Regions from separate parts of the Zea mays genome. Here all the other regions are linked to region 1. A link is a contact called in public Hi-C data. All regions are on one chromosome and are shown on one strand. The core of a region is the stretch at or near the end of the contact, and the rest is flanking DNA. Distances in the headings are between cores, read along the strand shown.

Region 1 (5,075 bases), core at 1,327-3,826:
GCTTTTTGATCATTAAAAATTTACATAGTATGCCTTTTCATATTGAGATTATTCATCTCCGATATTTTAAACAATATTCGATGAAGACTTAGCATCATTTTAGATATTCTGTAAAAAAGCATTCGAAAGGAAATGAAAAAAAAAGACTGACAGTATTGCTATAATGATAGGCAAAAATGGTCAGTTTTTTTAGTTCCGGTGCTGCCTATCCAGGTATTGCTACTGCTAATACTTTCTACAGAAATACTATACACAACCAATAATTTCATAGAAGTTGCTAGATGCTTTTGTAATGCTTGTCTTATTATTGTTGGTTTTGTTTGTTGTAGGGAGTTCATGTTAAATTACACTAGACTGATAAATTAGCTTAAACACGTTTCCATTTTGAGCTGAAGTTCCAGTGTGTCCAAAACTACAAATTCAAGAGTTCCTTATTTAGCTCACTTTGTTATCGACACACATAGTACCACTCGTTGCAAGATAGCTATGTCATGCAATCATGGTATTGATGGAGCATGTCTTTCTTACTCTGCCTTCTCCTGGACTGGAAATGTGTCACAATACACCTTTGCTACTGCCACTTTCATGCTTCTTGCATGAACGGACTCAATCTCTGGTTAGTTTCTGTTTTCCTTGCTCAGCTCCATGACATTCTTTTATATGGACCCACAGGCCACAGCACGGCACTAGGGTCTTCGATATCATCGAGGATTTCTGCATCGGTCAGTTGAAGGCATAGGGTAGCTTGTATTGAATTCGTGGAATTTTCCGGAAATCAAGTTTTGAGAAGCTACATGTTATCCAACATTTTAAGCATTGCAACCTTCAAGCATTTGAGATGTCAGTGTAATTGTTCCACAATTGTCATCGGGGCTGCTAGGAGCTGTGATGTAGCACTGCGTTTTTATTCTGCTGTTGTGTGACTGTGTCTTTACATTTCTGTTGTTGGACAAGACTCCAAAACGCTTGTAATTGTTCTGGCTAAGGGCCCGTTCGGTTATTCAGGAATCTACTCCAGAAAGGATTTCAGCTGGAATAATTGTATAATTTGTATAACAATTAGTAACCTGGAATAGTTCCTAGTTTTGTTCCAGCCTAACCGAACGGGGCTTAAATCAGAATCTGTTTCACACGATCATTTCTCGAGTGATGTTACATTGAAGATGTCCCGAGTTTGATTTTAACTTGGCTGTTGAATGCGTTATTTAAGATTTGTCGTGCTCTAAGGAATTGATGGTATGCAAACATGAAAGTGAACAGTATGAAGAGAACATAATTTCTGAGATTGAGCTGATTGTTCCGTGAGTAGTAAAAATTAACTTTTCTCTTGCTGAGTGAAATCAACAAAACCCAACCCATGAAAGGGAAAGAAAGAAAGAAAGAAAAGATAATGAGACATTAAAATGTATCCTAAAAGCTTTGCTGGCTTCTGCTACTGCACAGTTCTCAGGAATAGGCTCCTCTGCTGCAGCTCTGCTCCTCCCTCCTGTCTTGGAGAAGTGGACAGTGCTGCCGATCAGTTGCTCTTCTCATGGATAGTAGAGGCTTGGCATTGCGGTGTCAATGTCGAAGTTCTGGTCGAATACGTATTCGACGCATTCGAGAGGCATGAATTCGTCGTCAGGCACCGGAAGGGGCGCAACCGACGAGACGGCGGCGAACGCCGATGACACCACCTCCTGGAGGTCCACGTCCGAGGTCCAGTCCCTGTACCCGGGCACCGGGCAAGGCGAGATGCCCTGGTGCAGGCAGCCGTTGAAGTCGGAGCCGACGGGCGACGCGAGGGACCACGGGGACGAGGCGCCCCGCACGGGGCAGCTCTCGGGCGTCATCGGCGGGAGCCCGGCGGCGTTGTCCGTGGTGGTGGTGGCCACCGTGAGCCGCGCGGCGAGGCCCTGCAGCGCGGCCTGCGCGTGCGGGTTGTGCTGCTGCGCCCTCTTGGACCCGCCGCCGGCGGCGGCGGGCCTGCAGGTGTGCTCGCCGTGGTAGACGACGTCGAAGAGCGCGGGGTGGTCGTCGGCGCGCTGCACCTGCTTGGTGGCCAGGCAGTTCTGCGAGTTGCGGTGCGTGCAGCGGTAGTAGGCCCGCGGGTGCCTGGCGCCGAGGATGTCCTTCTGGCCGTACTTGCGCCAGCTGTGGCCGTCGTCGGCGCTGACGCGCACCTGCTGGCTGGTCCAGCGCGCCGTGGCCTTGCGCTTCTTGGGGCTGGCGCCGGCGGGGCGGAAGGGGTGGTGGTCGGAGGCGGCGTCACTGCTTATCGGGCTCCCCGTGGCGGTCAGCGGCGAGGGGGCGAGGTCCGGTGACGAGTGGAGCATGCCGATGGAGCGGTCGGTGAGCGCGACGATCTGTTGCACGAGGCAGCGGCAGAGGTCGACGGAGTCCGCGTCCGCGGGCGCGCGCAGCTGCAGCTCGAGCTGGCTCACCAGGTCCTGCACGCGGCCCAACTCCGAGACCAGGAGCGCCCGCCCGCCGCTCTCCACGGCTTCAGCCATTGCTGCTTCGAGGATAGGTGAGAGCTGGAGCAGGGGAGTCCGGTCGTGAGGTGGCGAGCGATCGGAGATCAGGACTCAGGAGTGGCTTGGCTCGACGTGGAGGAAGAGGAGGATGTTTTTATAGCAAGCGAAAGCGAGGGAGGGAGGCCGGAGGGGGAAGCGCGTCCGCGTGGGGGAATTTCAAGTGAGCTGAGGCGAGGCGAGGCGAGCAGAGGAAGCCGATCATTTGTTTGACCGGCCGAGATCGGGGAGACCGCGCTGCGATTGGCTGCCCGCCTTGCCGGGTCGGGGGGGGGGGGGGGGGGGGGGGGGGGGGGGGTCACGGCTTCTGATTGACTGATTCTCATCTCCTGCTATCCTCTCAGAGTCTCAGTACTCAGCATCTGATCAACTTCACTCGCTGGTATTTGAATTTAAAAACATTGATACCTAAAAAAGTTAAAATAACTTTTAACTCAAAATGGAAGAGAGCATTAGGTACTAACTTTCGAATCCAATCTCATACGTTCGTACATTTGCACTGTAGTATATGTAAAAGCAAAATTAAATAATTATAATAATAAGGGAGAGTTGATGGCGAAAAACGACTTGTGACGCCTTATTGCCTTCTGCTGGAACGATCCAGGCGGTCTTGTGGTCGCTAATCATGGGTCATTCAATCCAATCCATCACTTTGGCGGTTTGACTCGAGTGGGATATGTTGTTTGACCGTTGAACGAACCCACCGACCGGGTCAGGGTCGGGCCCGGGATCCGCTACCGCTAAGGCCCTGTTCGTTTATATCGGATTGCACCTGGAATTATTCCGGCTAATCAAAATTTATATAAATTATAGAAGCAATCCGGCTTGTAATCGATCCGACCCACCAATCCGACACAAACGAACAAGGTCTAAACATGCATTGGGGAACCTTGGACCGGTTCCACGGTCTTTGCTAATCCGCCTCCCCTTTACTTCACTTCTCTGCTTTCTCATCCAGCTGGGGAGAGGGAGAGTGCAGCAGGCCCAGGCATATATGACCTGACCTCATGGCAGACACACAAACACAAGCACAAGGCCGCAGCTGCAGCTAGCTGCAGACTGCAGTGCGATCCAACTGAGGGTTCAAAGTCAAAATCCTGACCGGTTCAAACCTCACCGACTTGTCATAACCATAAGTAGCCTTTTCTCACTATTTCGCTGCTGCAGGTAGCGTCGTGGCACGCCATGGTACAATCCCAAGTGGCCAAGTAGCTAGCTATAAGCTCATCTGTTGGCAAATATGGACTAATATAAACTAAAAAGGCGCACGTGGGTATCTTTGTCCACCAAAGGTTTTTTTATGTTGCCTTTATTCCATATATTCGAACAACACTCGACTAAACCTTAGTTCCGTTTGACCTAGACTAGATTGAACTTAAAACAATTGTGAATTAAGCGTATAGTAAGTACCTCATGCAGTGCCATTTCTTACCGTGAAACCTGCCCGTCCAACCTCGATGAGTCTCGACTTGGTGCGGGTGTGGGTGTTATTATGTTTTTTTTTTGCGGGCAGCTTCAGTTCACCTGTGCGATTTCGCGCTACAGTATCATGGATCCACGTGGATTCCATCATATAGTAAAGCATACAACTTGAAGAAAGTCTAACAAAACTAATCTCTGTTGACCAATGTATAATTCTTATATAAATCGAGGTATATTATATATATTCTAGAAGGGTCTGAGGCTGATGGCGAGAGTGAGATGTTTTTATTGTTAATTAAATACAGTGAAGTGGCGTGGGAAGCGATGGACAGGGGTTTGGACGTGGAGAAATCGAATCATCATCTCTTCAGACAGGCTTGACCGGCGACCGGCCGACGTGTACACGAGGAATCCTCATCAGCCCTCTTTGCGCGTCGCTGGAATTAAAACAAAACCGCAAGTGCATGCGTCGATCTCCCATGACGTCGCAGACGAAAAGTCACCACTTGGCCTGGTGACGTCACACACCACATGATATATTAGAGAGAGACGAAAGATCAGTTCTTCGTAGGTACGTACGTATATCTTTTTTTTTTCTTTGAGCTACGCGATAGATATTCTGTTCTTATCAGTAGGCCGGTACGTATCCCTTCTGTTTCTGGGTACTGCAGCACCCCGGGGCACTGGGTTAGCAACATAATAATTGCTGTTAGAACGTCCTTGCACGTAATGGCAAATTACAATTCAACAGGAGGCATGCACATGCAGAGACAAAACCTCTTAATGCTTATTCGGTTATTTTCAATATATATAGATTGGATGAAATTGATACGGATTGAGAGAAATTTTAACTTACTAGGGATTGAAACCCCTCAGGCTCTGTTCGGCAGGCCAGGGTTGAAGCCAAGCCAGGAACCAAACCAGCCCAAGATTGAGTGGATCCTAAGCTGTCACTTATTCCGGGTCGGCAGCCCACTTTCAGCGTTGGAATTAATCCGGATAGTTGGTCACCTGGCTTTATTCTGGGCTAAAAATTGAAGCGGAGGAGTTAAAACCAGACAGCTTTGATTCTGGTCCAAGACAAACGAACAGCTCTAACAAACTACATCAGATTCTAAACCAGGCTGATTGGTTTCGCCC
Region 2 (5,075 bases), core at 1,681-4,180, 470 kb after region 1:
ATTAATAACCTCTAGCAAAATAAACATTACATTCCTATCTCTAGTTCCCAGTTAACGAAGATTGAATTTCCAGAAATGGAAAATGCCATACAACTGCATTTACTTTATCATGCTATTGGAAAAACTTTGAAAGTGGAGCAAAATGCAGCATCAAGCTTACCCTTCACCATCACGCATTCTGGACCGGAATCGAGGTTCACGCTGAGATACTTGACTACCTCCCCTTGGTCGCACCATCCTCCTTCGTTGGACACTTCCAAAAACATCCTTATCTTTCTCCATATCTCCTTCAATGGCATTGTCATCTAATTCCTTATCATTATATTTGTTTCGTTGCTCAAGCCAGTCTCCTGCATCCACATCCTTCTCTCTTTTCTTGTCCTTAGGATCCCTATCGTGAGCTTTCCATACATCATCCTTAGGTGCCTTGGATTCTGTTGTCGTATTCTCATGCTCAGCACTCTTAACAGCTCCATCAGATGAAGCTTTTTCTAGTATAGGGTTATCCTTTGCAATTACTACAGATGAATCTTTCCTAGCAGAATCCTTCTCCCTATCATTGCCTTCCTTGTCTCGCAGGGAATCTTTTCTTTCCCTGTCCCATTTCTCAGCATCCCTATCTTCCCTTTGCATTTCTCTTCGCTCAACACCACTACTGCCAAGTGGTACACCGGTCCGACGATCATTTCTATCGCCTTCTCTTGCACCGAAGTCCCTATGCTTCTCGTCCTTCTTTTTCCTGTCCTTGTCTCTGAACCTATCTTCGTTTTTTGGTTCAGCTTTGTAATCACCAGCAGATTCATTTGTGTCCTTGGAATTACGTCCTTCCACAGAAATTGGACCTTTGGGAGCTTCATCGATACTTTGTAAACTAGGACGGGGCAAACGCCAATCCACAGTATCAGCGGGCGGTTCAAAATGTCTTTTACCCCTGTGCTCCTTGTTGTCCTTCCAGTTTATGTTTGCTGGAACAGTAGAATGACTATCCTTACCAAATTTTATGTCAGTTCTGTAATCAGGATGGCCCCTCCTGTCAGCCCTTATTTCACTTTCATCTGCTCTATTGTCTACCTTTACATCACTCTCAATTTTATTAGCCTGAAATTCAATCCTTGAATCACTATGAACGTCCCTGGCATCGACTTTTGTTTCGCGGTCATCTGCCTTACTGTCCCGTGCATCTTTATTTTGCTTTGACTCTAATCTGCTGTCAGACGAGATGGGGTGAACAGCAAAGTTAGTGGAGCCAACAGGCATCCGATGTACAGATGGCCTCTTATCATCACGAGACTCCACACGTTGAAATTTCGCAAATCTACCATCATGTTCAGAAGAACCATGGAAATCACTGCCACCGGACTGAATAAATTTCCCAGGACTCGAATACAAGCTGCTGTCATCCAAAGGGCGTTTTGTTGGTGTGGAGTGACTACCTTCCTCGAGCAACCTCTTTGGAGCACCACTCATTTTCCTCCAAAGTGCAAACTAATTCTTCAGTGTGAGCAAATAATAAGACGGATCCAAAGGCGAGAAGCTCAATATGATGTGATTTACTACAAGAAGAAGATTGGATCAGAACAGGATACATCGGTTACTTAGTTTTTGTTTTGTTTTATAAAATTTACTCAAGAAACATCAGAAAATCACACATCAGACACGCAGTAATTGTGATGAAGGTCTGTCAAGGAATATAGCCGTCTTTGAACTAGTAATCCTTAGACCTGTAACTCTAAATTGATCCAATCAAGTCATGTTAAGGGGTTAGTTCAATTAGCCCTGGTAGGGTCCCGAGTTGTTTTCCATTTTTCAAGTGCTACTGTTTTCTTTCATAGTCCGAACTCTCTATTCTCCTAGAGAGAGTGGTTTTTGTAATGGACCATTTCTTCTCCCTCTCTTCATACAAAGATACACAACTCTTCTGCATATTTAAAAATAGAGCAATCTACTTATATTGACTAGAACCCAGGGAATAAAATGGCATAGAACGAATGTATTTGGTAAAATTCAAGGAGATCAGTCTACAGGTACGTTTATAGCACTGAAATATACAAAAACAAGTAAGTGATTGTAACATGAACTTGTAGAGACAGAACAAAATATGTATCACAGAGACATGCCCGCAGAAGAAACAAACAGGGTAAGACTTCTTGCAAAGCTTGTCTGAAACACCATCATATATTTAAAAATGGATGGAGTACCAAGTTTCATTCATCAAGTGAAAAACAATCCCCTTCCTACAAAACAGACAGCACTCAAAGAAAATACGAACATTCTGCGATAAAATTTGGCCTTTTTTTCTAAATGGGTTCTGAAGCATATTTGAAATAGATATGAAAAGTTGAAAACATAGTTAGTGTATTCATTTCAGATGTAACCCCAAATGGGATAGATTCAAACTTGATCCAAATTTGAACTGATTTAGGGTCAAGTTGAGTTTTTAAGGAATCGCTACGCTTAAGCGGTGAGGCAAGTTCGCCTGCTAGGGCGTCCTGGCCGCCTTGCGGAAGCTCGTAAGGCGTCCGCCTTAGGGATTGAGGCGTCGCCCCGGCGCTTCGAGCGTCGGCAAGGCGTCGATTTGCAGACGCCTTGGCCTTTGTAGGGTTTGGGGAAGGAGTTAGAGGTCAGGGACGCGGGATTACGAGTAGGCGCGGGTACATAGAGGCTTACGGCGCGAGACTCTCCAGGCAGCGGTCAGGATTCAGCCATTCGGGACCTCCATGCGGCGGTGGCGACGCTACCTCCCGCGAGCTCCAAGCGGCGGCCCTCTTCCTGTACTGGCGGGATGGGGAGCCGCTGACGCCGGCCGAGCCTGCGTGCCGACCGCGAGTGGGGGAAGGAGCGGAAGATGGAACCCGAGCACGAAGTGGGGGAGGGAGCAGAAGATGGAGCGCCGATGCTGCGATGAAGACGAAGAAGATGAATTTGACGAAATGGGTCACTTTAAAATTGATTATTTAGGTCGCCGCTGGCTAGAATACCCCCGTCAATCGTCGTACGCCCGTTTAACCAGCGTGTAGTGGACAAAATATACCTATTCACATGTTTTTATAGACCCAATAATTTTAAATGTCAATTTTATTTTCTTGCGTCCTTAAAATAAGTGTTGAGCATCATTTGTAGCACTGGGCACTAGGGCTAGAAAAAAAGCTCGAGCTCGACGAGCTGGCTCGGGCTCGCAGCAGCTCGGCTCGGCTCGGACCGGCTCGACGCTCAGAACGAGCCCGAGCCGAGCCTGTTTTTGTGGCTCGTGAAAAGAGCGAGCCAGCTCGGCTCGGCTCGGTGCAGCTCACGAGCTGGCTCGTGGCTCGATTCAACAATAATTTGTTACATAAAATCATAATTAGCATATAATATTAGTATCGAGTGGACAATTAATTTATGTTATTTAAGATTGCTATAAAAAATAATCTATTTTCTATATTATATTAGTGATATATCTATTTTAGAAATTTAAAATATGTTATTTAAAATATTTTTAAGATTTTATATTATAATTTAGAGAGCAGTTTTACGTTTATGCCTAGGCTCGTTGGCTCGGCGAGCCGGCTCGCGAGCCAGGAGCGAGCCGAGCCGAGCCGAGTCTCGTTTTCGAGCTCGCCAGATGGGCGAGCCGAGCCAAGCTCGGCTCGTTGCATGAGCGAGCCACAGCGAGCCAAGCTCGGCTCGGCTCGTTTCCACCCCTACTGGGCACAGTCGAACGGTTCGGCTCTAACTGAACGATCCGGCTCTAACCGAACGGTCTGGCCCACAGATGTTTCACCCATAGGTGCTGGTCCATAAATAGATAGATCGGCCCTCAATGGTCGTTTCAAAAGATAACTCAGACGTCTCTCCCAGTAACATCATTGAGGCGACCTAGGAAACTCTACCGGCTGAAGATCAGCAGGAGTTCGAAGAGCACAAGGAGCAGCTGATCAAGGAAGCACAGGTGAAATTCCTGACTAACTTCAAAATGGACAGGAATCACAAGGTCGTCCGACAGCGGGCGACTGGTCTAGCTTTGCTTTGTCCTACTACAACTACCCCAAGGTAAGCGAGACAAATAAAATTCAATCTTTTAGAGTTTGCATAGATGAGCAGCGAGACCAAAAGCAACAAATCATATGGGGTAAGCAAAATGATTATAAGAGGCTAGTGCACGCATTTGATAAATCTATTGTCGCGAATTTTTCTTCGCACGAGGTTGAATTTGGTGAAAACATGGGCGATTCATCGGCTATAGATTGACATGGCTAATCACAACCCCTTTACGAGATGGTGATAAACACATATCCTTGACAACCACAGCCTCCTACGCAGATCGGGGTAAACCCGTCGACCTGCATACGGTTGGACGGTCCGCGCATGAGCGTGGACCCTCCAGGCTAACAGTAGTCGAGCCCGTTTTTAGAATCGAATTACCGAGACCCGTGCCCGAGCTGCCACGTCCCGTGCAAACCCTAAACAAACAATTTGGACCATCCTCACATAGCACCGGACAGTTCGAATACATTATTGGACGATCCGGCCATGCAGTCAGACAGTTCGCACACGCAGTCGGATGGTCCGTGTATTTGACCGAACGATCCGACGCTGAATCCGCTGAATCCACAGAACCTAATGATTATGATTATTACCCAACAACACATCCGTCCCAGCTAAACCTCCCGTCACATCCTATAGCGCCCCAGCACTGTAATATAACATCCGAGACACATGGGGGCGAATACTTTTCGGCCCCTCCCAGAAAGCCGGAAAGGGATGACCAGTCATATGAGCAGCATAGAGCAAACATTGGGCCTGTTTGGTTCAACTTTTTTCTGACCAGCTTTTCTGAAAATCTGGCTGTGGGGAGAATCTGGCTGTGGAGAGAATCTGAGTATTATTACGATTACATGTGAAGGAAGATAAAGTTGTTCATAGGGCTCAGGATCTAGAAAGTGACAGATTCCTACTATTACAACGACTCAACAGATTATGTGTTTATGTTGATTTTGGATGGTTTTTGCCCAACGAATTTTATAGAAGCTGACTGAAAAGCTGAGAGTTTGGCAGTCCACAGCAGCTTTTGGTGGCCAGAAGCTGCCAGAAGCCGA
Region 3 (5,075 bases), core at 699-3,198, 310 kb after region 1:
TGGAGGTGCTACTCAGAAGTCCTTAACCACTAGGCTAGAGGCCCTTTCGCTATATAGGAATATAGTCTCATAATACTATTATAGTAGCAAATAGGAGTCCAATTAGCTCAGGCAGCCCAACAGCCCACATAGCCCATCAAAATTAGGTTACCCTTCAGCCACATAGCCCACACTCCCAAACTGCCACACCTCCAGCCTCTTTTCTCCTTCCCTCCCTAGCCGCCAACACTCATCTCACTGCCGCCGCCAGCACTCAGCTCGCTGCAGCCAAATCTGCTATGGGTATGTGCCCCCTCTCCTCTTCCCTCCTCCCTCTATCTTGCCTGGAGAGCTCACGGAGGGGAGGGGCCGGTGCAGAGCCGCCAGGAGACCAACACCACTGCCGGTGCAGATCCGCCAGGAGACTAACGGGCAAGTCAGCAACGCTGCAGACCTTCAAGGCGTCTCCAAAGTGACGCCTTAGCAAGCTTCAAGGCGCCATGACGACGCTGTACTGGTCAAGGCGGATGCCTTAGTCTCTGTTCTAAGGCGAGAGCGACGCCTTGCCGCTGCTGCACGCCTTATCGCCTAAGCGACGCTTTAAGAACACCTTAACAACAATGGTAATACTCACATGCACCAAACCATAAATTATTTAAAAATGATGGTTTAATTATACACCGTACTCCTGAAGCATCCACTGACTAATGAAATGCAAAACGAGACTAAATAATAAATGATGATATGCCAGAACATACATGATCCGGTGACCCCACCTCAAGTGTTTAGTGTTTACCAATGCAAAACATCAACCAAGTAATGATCGAGTTCAAGGAGAAGCTAGCTTTTGAAGCCTATATCAACAAGTAAACATAGCGTTTCATAGAATGTGGGGTTTCTTGGGATTGTTGGACATCTCCCCAGTAGGTTAGATTTTCAAACAGGAAACTTCCTAGCCTAGACCCACATATGACAGAGGAGCCTATATACCATAATACTTGGCAGTGATGTGAATATGTGATCTAAGTACCTTAGTTAAAAATGAAGCTGCAAACGGAAGCACCAGGTGAAGACTCGAGGAATCAACACAAGGTGGTCTACCTGGAAGAAAGAAAGAGTAAATGAGCATAAAAACAAACCATCAGAAATCAGAAACTGTGGCTTCCAGACATTTAAGTTCAGCAGTTCAGGTTTGTGGACTAGGCGCCTCAATTTGGTGTTGTTCAGTTTTTTTATGTTTGCCCGTGACGGCTGTAGTGGCAGATTTGTTGATTTACTAGCTCAATTAATTAAGAGAACCAAGAAAAATATTATAGGACCCCAAAACTACAAGCTAGCAATAAATGAAAATTTCCGAATCTGTCTCCGTTTCTCTGGTATGTATGCTCATGGTAATGATGCTATTCTTGAACCGAAGGAATTAAAAAACAAAGGAGATCAAGCAATAAGACATCCACGGTAGCAGCATGACCAGATCTGGCTCGACGACGGCAACAAGAGTCAGCCACGATTCCCTTTCTCGGCACCCCAGAACCAGTGGGAAAAAATTCAAAACACGCAGCCACAAGAACCCCTATAAGAACTCGAATCGAACAGAATTTAGCTCAGCTTGTGCGCGGCGTTTTCCTATCCAGATCTGGCGACGCAAGACCCCGACCGCCGCCGCGCAGCCGCGACCTAGCTCGGCAACTGCATCCGACAGCGACTAGGCCAACCAGATCTACCACCCGATCTGAGCCGTGGATTCACGAGGAAAATGTCAGATCCACAGGAACGCGAAGAGCTACGAGGAAGAGGAAGGGGGACGGCTGAGGTAGAAGCCAGAGGAGGTGGAAGGGAACATCGGAGATAGTAGCCAGCACCTGCAGGCTCGGGGAAGCAGCCACCGTAGCCTGCCGATGGCGAGAGGGCGAAGAGGCGGCTCTGGAGTCTGGAGCTGTCCGCGAGGAGCCGCACGCCCGCACGGGTCAGGATCAGGTCAGGGACAGGGCTACCGCTACCCGCTGCGAGAAAAATCAGCTCTCACGTGACCGCTTGCTTGTCGTGCCGCCGTTAAACGGGCCCATATGGGTTGAAATTCGTAATCTTTTATTTTATTCAAAATCTGCTACATAAACAGTACACATCTGTACTAAAATAAAATTCGTTTTAAACAAATAAAAGATTGATATAATGTTTAATAAATCTTTATCTCTATCTCTATCTCTATCTCTTCTCTATTTCTAATATGTTATCTATCTATGTACTATATTAAAACACCTTGTACTTCTTTGAAATCGAATCTGCAGTCTTATGAATGGCCTCACCTCTCATGCTAAACCTAACTAACCGCACGTCTCCATCGGGTTTCTCCTCTCCACGTCGCCCGCTGTGACACTCCCGCACGCGCCCTCCACAACCACGCCCAGGGTCATACCGGAGGGGTGCGGAGGGTGCGGCCGCACCGGGCCCCCAAAAATAGAGGGTCCCTTCTTAGTCACTGGACGCTAGCACTTTTTCCTGTTAAACATATCTATTCTAAACACAAATATGTAAAGAGCGATACGCTATCGACCAATTTCGTTTAGATTGTTAAACTAATGTCTCAATTACTTAGGCACTAAATGAATTTCAAATTTACATGTTTTGTGAATGGTGAGATTCGAACTCGCAACATCTCTCTCGCGCATACTCTCCTATACCACTACACTACTACATCAATTATATATAATGCGCCGTTTCAAAATAGTATTTGTTTTAGCTCTTGATTTTTATGTTTATATTCAACTATATAATGATGAATCCACTAAAGAAGCAAAACAAATTCTATTTTGATATAGAGAGAGTATTTTTACTATACACGTGATGGTTGCATCGGCAGAGAGAAGCTTTTTAAAATTGAAATATTTTTGTGAACTATTTATGGTTAACAATAACTCAATAGAGGTTAAATGGCTTGTCGATTCTATATATCGAAAAAAAGTTGTTGGATGAGATTGATCTCAATAATATAAGCGATGACTTTGTATCACAAAATGTTAGAAGATATTTTTAATGTTATCAGATAACAAGTAAGTGTTTTCGGCTATGTCGGTACCCTAAATCAGGGGTACCCTCTCCTACAGCATAAAGGCGTCGCACCCATGCGACGTCTCCTGGCCGCGCGGAGGACCGCGCCTAACTCCACCGGATGGGCGGGCCAAAGGGCGCCACGTGGCGAGGATAGGCACCATGCCTCAGTAAGACCGGACCCCCACTGAGGGTCACCGGGCCCCTATATACATACAGGTCCGGAGCCCCCGGGTAGGTCCGAACCCCGGCAGGGTTCCGGAACGAGAAGGACCTTAGGGTATGCAGGGGTCCGATGCTGACACGTGTGCAAGCCTTGCTCTCCGCTCCCCGCGCAGGCGAAGGCCCGCTGCTTGTGGCCCATGACATAAGCCATCGGGCCGAGCCTGACGTAAAGCCGTGTAGCCCCTGCATTTATTGAGGAGAGGACGCGCCGCCTTCCACTGCGCTGACGGGCGATGTGCCCTCTCAGCATTTAATATGTCCCGTCCCATCCGCTGGCATGCGGCGTCAAGGTCATCTAGCAGGCGGCGTGCATGCTGGGTCTGCTGGCGAACAGTGCGCCCGTACCAAGTAGTGCACTGTGTTATCCCTTCTACAAGAAGCCTCTCCTACACGCCGAAGATACACAGATCTCGGACGACAGGACACAAGAGGATTGCCCCGGCAGCAAATATTTATAGTCCCAAATGTTATATTCTCTATGTCCCTAGGCCCACGTGTCGGGCTTAGTACCTTTGTGCATGCCCCCCTTCAGCTATAAAAGGGGAGGCATGCGACGTTACGAGACTCAGACGCAATCTCAGACTCGCTGGCTCATACAAGCCTACAAACAATACATCTTACAGTGGAGTAGGGTTGTCGGGTACCATAATTAGGGGTACCCCCAACACTCCTAAACTCGACTGGTAATCACCATCAGCACAAGCTGCAGAGACTGATGGGCGTAATTCAGGTCAAGGCTCCGTCTACTCAAGGGACGCGATCTTGCCTCGCCCGAGCCCAGCCTCGGGCAGGAACAATAGTCCCAGGCGAATTCACGCCTCGCCCGAGGGCCTCCTCAAGCAACGGGCGCACCCTCGACTCGCCCGAGGCCCAGCTCGGGCAGGCTTCGCAGTGAAGCAACCTTGGCCAGATCGCCTCGCCAACCGACCGTATTGCAGGAGCATTCAATGCGAGGATCGCCTGACACCTTATCCTGACGCACGTTCCTCAGTCGGCAGGGCCGAAGTGACCGCAGTCACTTCGCCCCTTCACTGACTAACCTGACAGGAAAACAGCGTCGCCTGCCCCGCTTCGACTGTTGTGCCACCCGCCAGGGTGAGGCTGACAACAGCTAAGTCCAGCCTCAGGCGCAACAGGAAGCTCCGCCTCGCCCGACCTTGGGCCTCGGCCTCGAAAGGTGGTCTCCACCTCGCCCGACCCCAGGGCTCGGCCCCCGCCTCGGCCTCGGAAGGTGGTCTCCGCCTCGCCCGACCCCAGGGCTCGGCCTCAACCTCAGCCTCAGAGGATGGTCTCCGCCTCGCCCGACCCCAGGGCTCGGCCTCACCCCGACCTCAGAAGGAATCGCGTCCTCACCCCCACCCCGGCCTCGGCCTCAGGAGGAGTCTCCGCCTCGCCCGACCTTGGGCTCAGACCGACCATGCCACAGGGGGTACATCATTACCCTACCCCTAGCTAGCTCAGGCTATGGGGGACAAGACCGGCGTCCCATTTGGCTTGCCTCGGTAAACAAGTAATGATGGCACCCCGCGTGTGTCCATGACGACGGCGGTTCTCAAGCCCCCTACGGAAGCAAGGAGACATCAGCAAGGTCTCGGCAGCCCCGACAGTTGTGCTTCTACAGGGCTCAAGCACTCCTCCGACGGCCACGACATCGCATGCACGGGGCTCTAGCACCTCTCCGACAGCCACGTTGGCATGTACATAGGGCTCTGGCTCCTCTCTGCCGGACACGTTAGCATATAGCTACACCCCCATTGTACACCTAGACCCCCTCCTTGCATCTATAAAAGGAAGGTCCAGGGCCCTCATACGAGAGGGTGGTC

What was found. Hi-C and Micro-C count contacts between places; a contact is called where the count stands out from the background.
Region 2: a Hi-C map of endosperm shows a contact between it and region 1, with 2.9 times the contacts expected there. The contact joins the promoter of LOC100279228 here to the promoter of LOC100280987 in region 1. A contact is called at or near these places in 7 of 25 Hi-C or Micro-C datasets (bundle sheath, ear, endosperm and 3 more).
Region 3: a Hi-C map of leaf shows a contact between it and region 1, with 8 times the contacts expected there. The contact joins the promoter of LOC100282309 here to the promoter of LOC100280987 in region 1. A contact is called at or near these places in 8 of 25 Hi-C or Micro-C datasets (bundle sheath, endosperm, leaf and 2 more) and 1 of 3 datasets of contacts at active chromatin or transcription factors (leaf).

The regions. Positions count from the first base shown.
Region 1 is chr4:76,340,044-76,345,118 of Zm-B73-REFERENCE-NAM-5.0, reverse strand. LOC100280987 reads right to left here and starts at 2,576. Exons shown (of 1, transcript NM_001153907.2): 1 at 1,307-2,576. The coding sequence starts at 2,492. The coding sequence ends at 1,530. LOC103653407 (cytochrome B5-like protein) reads left to right here. Exons shown (of 6, transcript XM_008680323.4): 6 at 673-1,184. The coding sequence ends at 739.
Region 2 is chr4:75,870,137-75,875,211 of Zm-B73-REFERENCE-NAM-5.0, reverse strand. It overlaps LOC100279228, which reads right to left and starts at 2,930. Exons shown (of 12, transcript NM_001152250.1): 1 at 2,668-2,930; 2 at 161-1,553. The coding sequence starts at 1,467.
Region 3 is chr4:76,024,749-76,029,823 of Zm-B73-REFERENCE-NAM-5.0, reverse strand. It overlaps LOC100282309, which reads right to left and starts at 1,948. Exons shown (of 8, transcript NM_001155221.2): 1 at 1,842-1,948; 2 at 1,010-1,080.